2 separate regions of the Mus musculus genome follow, and region 2 is linked to region 1. A link is a contact called in public Hi-C data. All regions are on one chromosome and are shown on one strand. The core of a region is the stretch at or near the end of the contact, and the rest is flanking DNA. Distances in the headings are between cores, read along the strand shown.

Region 1 (3,539 bases), core at 611-3,110:
GCTTCATGTCCCTTAGTAGTTCTTTACTAGTTCACAAAACTGTGAGGGGTAATTGTTGCACATAAGCTGTCCTCTTCTGTAAGAAATACAATCCCAGCACTTAGAGGAAGGTCATGAGTTTTAAGTTTAGCCTGAATGTGAAACAATGAAGCTTAGTGGATAAACCTAGGTATTATACATCATTTTCCCTGTTGCTGTGAGTAAATGCCTTGGTTAGGACAAAGGCAACTTAAAAATGGGCTTTAATGGGTTTTATTTTTTATTTTGACATACAGTTCGAAGGGATACAGTCAGCCATATTAGTGAAGCTACGGCAGCAGAAACCTAAATCAGTTGATCATATTTTCTAGCTTAAAAGTATGTAGGGATTAGAAGGCAGACTAAAAACTGCTACTAAAAAACAAAACCCAAACAAACAAACAAGCCTTTAAAACTCCCAAACTCCACCATGTCTGAAGGGACTGTAGCCAGCCTGAGCATGGTACACGTGACTCTGCCTGGTCTTGTCCTTTCCCCCATTCTCTCTGCCTTACTAAAGGCCATTAGATTACATCCCTAAAAGCTGGCTTCCAAGGTCTATTCTCTTATTTGGCTACTTCTTCCTCTTGAGGCTGACCACCAAGCTCTATCAAAGTATTGAAGTCCAGCAATCAAAAGCCCCTTAGCCTGTACAGTTAAAATTAAACACCTCATTCTAACACAGCGTTTCCCCCTTTACATTTATAAACTGCCCTTTGCTTGTGTGTCTGTCTCCTCTCTAGCCAGAGGTAGTCCTCTGACCCAATCCAGGACATACCCCTGCCTCCTCTCCCTTGTTCCCTTCTCCTGTTTCCTTGACCTTTATCTCCTGTCTTTGTCTCTTATTCTCTGCCTTTGTCCCTCTGGGGCAAATAAATCTCCACTGTGCAGAGAACGTGGTCTTGGGGCTTCCTGAGCCTAGACTATTCCCTTACAAGGTCAAGTCCCACACCTAGTGATGTAATTCCTTTGGTGAAGCTCCCTCTCTTAAGGACTCCATAACCTTCTTACAAAACAGTGTTACCAACTGCTGGCAATAGGCATTTCACATTCAAACTGCAACAACCCCCAGCTACCTCAGATACCCAGGAATGTGGGTAGATGGATGTCAGTGGTTGAGGTCCTCATATGTAGAACCATCAGAAGGATAAGTTATATGTCTTATAAAAGACCATACACTAGATAGCTTTGGGGGGGGGGGAACAATTCTTGTTTCTCACAGTTCTGGAAGATAGGATGTTCACTTAGCAGACTGATTTCTAAAGAAGCCTGCTTTGTCATAGATGGCTCCTCCTCTGTGTCCTCTCATGGTGCAAGAGGTCACTAGTTCTCCAGGGCCTTGATTATAAGGACATTAATTCCATGAATGTGGACTCCACACTCCTATCCTAGCTTCCTTCCATAGACTTTATCTGTTAACACCACCTCTGTGGGACTAGGATTCCAATATATAATCTGAGGCAGCTACAAACTTTTAGTCTTTGAAAGAGCTGCCCAGAATTCCGATAGAGCAAGAAGTGGAAGAAAACGGGAGTACTGTCGGATTGTATCAACGGATGGTTCCTTCATGACTCAGAAAACAAGTGAGGGGACCATCTGCGGGTATTTGAGGTCACAAGGTTCTATTGGAGGCCACAGTACCACCCCGCCCCATCACGTGATAATAGAACCTGAGTACAGTAGATAGAACAGGAAAATACCAAGGGCACGCCCCTTCTGTGATGCAAACCACACTGGTCCTTGTAGTCTGATAGCAGGAGCAAGAGGAACAATAACATACTCTCCTATGACAAGTCAAGGAGGGAACAAACAGTAAAGCCAGCAGGCATCAAGGGAGCAGGCAGTCTCCTCAATGCCCAGAGTGGCACTAGTAACCACCCCAGGAGTGAGTCACTGGCATGGGGGAGGGCTGAGGAAAGGCTGCAGCTCTCGCGCACGCTGGGCTGGTAAACAACCCCAAAGGATCAGAGCCAAACCAGGAAATGCCAGAATATCAACCTGTGGTTTCGGGGTGGATGCCTGGGCCCCACCACAGGGCTGCTACAGGGGTAGTGTCTGGAGATAGAATCCAGAAGGTTCCATTTTAAGCAAGGTTTGAGAAGATCTTTGTTTTTTAAATCAGTAGAACCCAAGGACAAGCAACGGAGCACCTTGGGCTGGACTCTTAAGTTGGGAGACTTTGGAGCCACAGTCTAGCCTCGCTCTCAAGAGGAAGACCAGCTAGGGGTCAAGGGAAGACCCCCAGGGGTAAATCTGCTCATCCAGTGCTTAAGAAAACCCACTTCAAATGTGATATTAGGCCCATCGCCAAGGCCTGACTCAGCTTCTCTCCATGGCCTGTGCTGGGTGTTTGCTTAGGGTTACACTGTGGGCAGGACACAACCAGGAAGAGAAGAGAAGACCTCTTCACCCGCAATGTCCATGGGTACCTGTGTCTGCCCACCCGGAGGCCTTGCTGGCTTAACTAGAAGCATGCTGGCTATTTGAAAGTTTTGTTATTGTTATTCTCTTTGGTCTTGTTTTTATCGTGATTTGGTTTGGTTTTCCACGGGAGTTTGTTTCTGGGTTTAGACGCCTGATTTACTTTCTTCTAAAGCACCCAGGAGGGATGGGGAAATGCTTTGGGTCAGAATACAACATTTAAAAGTAAACGAATGAACTGAGAAGTTAATCTTACTGACTTAAATTTTTATTTCTTCTCTTGTAGATTAAGTTTTGCAAAACAGAGCTTGCTCAATTAAGTAGGATCTTAAAAATCTGAACATGTAGAGGTAGTTTAATTGTATCCATTGAGGGTTTTTTTTTTGTTTTTTGTTTTGGGGTTTTTTTGTTTTTTTGTTTTTTTTTTGCCCCACCCCTTCTCTGTTTGACATAGAGAATCACTGGAATGTATTAAAGACATCAGAACAAAGCCACTGTCTAAGACAAGTTGCATAGGAAATGAAACAATAAAGGTTGAGCAGGGCAGTGTGTTAAATTGAGTCCTAAAATGAGAACCCCAGTCAGGAGAATTGACTAGATCTTCACAAGGTCCTCTCTTCTTCTTCTTCCGGTGTTCAATGTTACCATTTTGTAGATCCTGCTCCCCCACTCTCTCTCCCCTCCCTTCTCTGTCTCTCTTTTTCTGTCTGTCTGTCTCTGTCTGTCCCCACTCCCACACACCCCCTTTGCCTTCCTCCTTCCAAATTGAGTACATAGGTTTTCAAGTTTCAGGAATAAATCAAGCCAATAGATGCTCAGCTTTGGTTGAGGACATGTGAGGAGGAATGGGGGTTTTGTTTGATCAGTTTGGGGTTGTTTTCTTTTGTTTTGTTTTAAGATAGAAACACAACTCATACTATGTTTTTCCTTCTTTTGGTGATGATCCACCCACTGGGTCTTGCCATCAGTGACAAGCTCCGATTGTAGTCGGCAGATGGCCTTTGATTGGCTGGATACCATCAGTGTTCCTTCTGGGTGAGCTATTGAGTAACAAAGTTTCAGAATGCATTTGGTTATTCACACTGTAATTAAAGGAAGGT
Region 2 (3,539 bases), core at 572-3,071, 230 kb after region 1:
AGGACAGGGCTGTCAAGTACTCATATCAAGGGTTATCCCAAACATTCGTTCAAAAGGGCAGCAGAGAAAACTAGAAAGAAAACTCAACTCACTATGTTTTATAATCTACAAGATGTCTCCCATTTTAACTCGTTCAGGCCAGAATACACTAAATATAAAGGCAGTTTTTAGAATAGAATCCTGCTCCTCTTCCCTCTTGCTCCCAAAACAATGTCTCTAATAAATCCCTCGGATACAAAACATATCGAAAACAACAGCTCTGGTAAAAATAGGGGTCAGACCATGTGTTCTGCTCGGCCTCATCCACGCACATCGGAGGCTTCTCGCCGAATAATCTGGAAAGTGCTGTTCAAACAATCTAAACTGGCTGAGGGGCTGTCTGGCATGGAGCACTGTCACCAGGGCCCTATTGTGGTTTGAAAGGACAGCCAGGAAAAGGGACCCAAAAGGAGCAGCTGTGTCTACATTCCCAGCTACTTGCATGAAGCATCTGCGCATGTCTCCAGCCATCTCCCAAGGAGGAGCCCTGACCTTCTGTGAGCTGGCATTACAGAGGGATTGTGGTCCAACCCTGGGCCCAGTGGGTCCTGACAACCCTGTTGTTTACCGTTCATCAGCAGGTGGCCGTTCCAGCACCCTTTGATTTCTGTGGCTCCGGAGCAGTGGGTTTAGACCTCAGATGAATAAGCAGCGGCTCCCTTGGTGTTGACTGGCAGTGGTTCCTAGTGGCCAGGGCCAGGCAAGGTTTAAGAAGGATTAGGCGTAGATTAGAAAAGGGTGGAGGTTAGAGCTAAACTTTACAATCCCATATTGTGGTCTCATAAATGCCTTGGTTTCATAAGAGGATGGCAGGTCGACACCCTTAGCCTTACTGCTCCAGATGTAAAAGCTGGGAGCCAGCTGTTCTTCTCTAGAAGGCCAGGACATGTTGCATGTGGTTCTCTTGTCAGAGTTCTGGATCCTTGGGAATGTGATGAAGGCCCTAGATACATATATATTTTTTTCCTATAGAGCTGTCACAAGTGCTTGGCACATATGAAAACTCTCAATCTCTGTCTCTGTCTCTCTGTCTCTGTCTCTCTGTCTCTGTCTCTCTCTCTCTCTCTCTCTTTCTCTTTCTTCTTATTCTCTTAGGTTCTGAACCACTCAGGCTGGTGATATTCAGAGGATCTGCAGGGCTCAGCACAGGGAGGCCACATTTGTCCCTCATGGAACTGGGATAGGTGTTCTGCCAAGGCCCCAGCAAGTAGCCAGACTCTTCAATGACCCCTGTCATGTTGAATGGACCTTGTCACCAGGCCAGGTTTCCTTGGCAGTCTGGCGACTCGCTGGGGGCCCTGGCAGGTGTTCTTGTTTATTACACAAAGTCTTGCTCCATTCCCTGGCGACAGCTTGCGGACCAAAACTATTTCATCTCCCAGGGCAAACAGGTGAGAGGAGAGAGGGAACAAAACAGAACAAAACAAAACAAGGCAGACAGCTTTTTAAGGCATCGCTTTCTAGGTTCCCTGAAAAACTGTCCCCTGCTCTGAATTAACCGAGTGTTTGTCCACAAGTGAAAGAATTTGTGTGAACCTACCCCCATGTCCCCTCCCCAATTCATTCTCTCTCTCTTTCTCTCTCTCTCATTCTCTCTCTCTCTTCGGGGCTTGTCCTGAAAAACTTAAGAGGAGGCTTATACTCTCTACACCCAAGTAATTAGTCTCATCCTGAGGGTCTTATTTAGAGAGGACCCATGACATTATAAACATGGTGTGGGAGGTGGCCTAAGGAAGACCTTTACTGCTGCGACCTTTACAGCTCCTGTCCACCTCTAACCTTTACCACACAAAATCCTGGCTCAGTACCCTTGCAAGCAGACTATTGGACCCTGAAGAGCCCAATCTGCCAATCACTTTTTGGGCAACAGCAAATAGAATGTGTTACCCCTCCTAATTCCAGTTTTCTCTCAGGTTAAAAATGGTAGTTGTTTCCTGGCCCAATACTGAGAATACAGAGCAAGCTGTACCATATTTCAAACTCCAAGTGAACTTTCAATGACTGTGGACTGCTAATAAGTAATTCCTTATCCTTTGGAACACCGCCAACCTGTGCTGCTATGGTCTGAGTGTGTGTGTCACCTCAGAATACACTACTCTAATAAGTGGCCAGCCTTTGGGAGGTGATGAGCACACAAAAGTGGAGCTCTCCTGAGTGGGATCCGAGTCCTTACAGAAGAGTCCTAGCAGGGGCTAGAGCGATGGCCCAGCAATTCAGAAGAATTGCTCCTCCTCCAAAGGACCTAGGTTCAGTTCCGAGGACCCATGCCAAGCAGCTCACAGCCACCTGAAGCTCTTGCTCAAGAGGATCTTATACTTTTTCACTGCCTGCTTGGGCAACTATTCGCCTAACACACACAAACACACACACACACACACACACACACACACACACACACTAAATGAATAATAAATCTTTAAAAAAAAAAATAAGGCCTCCGAATCCTCAGAGAGTTTTCTTGTCCCTATCCATGGTATGACTATATAGCAAGGGGGTCCAAAGAAAATCCACACACAGGTCCTCACCAGAGACAGAACGTGATGGCCACTTGACCTTGAGCTTCCCAGCCTCCAGAGTCTTATGAAATAAATAGGTGTTTTGTAAATATGCTGTTAGAGCAGGACAAAGAGCTTAAGTGCCAGAAACACACATACAGGCTCACTACCATTTATTTGCACATTTATTTACATGCCACATGCTAACTCCAAGCATGACAATTAAATATTTGTCATCATTTAAGCATTTGGATGAACACTCTAATTCTTAGCAGGAAGGCTGGGGAACACAGGATGTTCATAGAGTACTGTAGAGTAAATAAGTTTGCAAATATTTAAGCCCCTCTCTCCCCTTTATTATCACCTTTAGGCCCATGGAAAGGACGGTAGAGATTTCTGTAAAGATTTATTACAGGTACAAGATGTCCTGTGCCATTTTCCCAGTGGGATCTTTTCCATGACCTTCCCAGTGGGTACCATGACTGTCATTACCACACTTCAAATGTTAACAGAGGCTCAGAGTGGTTAGGTAAATGGCACAGGTCCACAGGGCTCCTAAGTAGAAGAGCTAATTATAAATCTAGAGCTTCTTGCTTTACGTTGCTGTCATCTCTCCGAGTTCTTCTGGGAGTGTGCTTCTCCTCTTTCCACTCCCTAAAAATGATATGTTTCGTTCGAGAGTCCGTCTTTGCTTGCTTCGATAGGCTTGACAGCCACCCCACCCCAAGCACAAGTTTCAGATGGCCTAACATTGTCCAGAGCCAACGCGAATTTATTTAAAGCTGGCTTCACGTGGCCTCTTAAACTGCTGGATCATTTATACTGTAAACACCCATGCTGAGGAAAACCTAGCAGGTACGTCCATCCTCCAGTGCATCTCAGTGAAGAGGGAGAGGTGACAAGGCTCGCTTCAAGGCCCACAGTGTTTGTTCTATATGGAGAAGTAATTCAAACTAAGCATAGACTTGGTGTGGGACTTTTATAAGCTCTTATGTGGTGGTCTCT

The links. A called contact is a pair of places that touch in the nucleus more often than the background predicts.
Region 2: a Hi-C map of liver shows a contact between it and region 1, with 6 times the contacts expected there. A contact is called at or near these places in 1 of 39 promoter capture datasets (liver) and 4 of 484 Hi-C or Micro-C datasets (all in liver).

What each region holds. Positions count from the first base shown.
Region 1 is chr19:21,102,850-21,106,388 of GRCm38.p6, forward strand. It overlaps 4930554I06Rik (RIKEN cDNA 4930554I06 gene), which reads left to right and starts at 1,861. Exons shown (of 2, transcript NR_126458.1): 1 at 1,861-1,903; 2 at 2,144-2,689.
Region 2 is chr19:21,328,655-21,332,193 of GRCm38.p6, forward strand. No RefSeq gene overlaps it. Among named protein-coding and RNA genes, the nearest start is that of Zfand5, 58 kb to the left of the region's middle.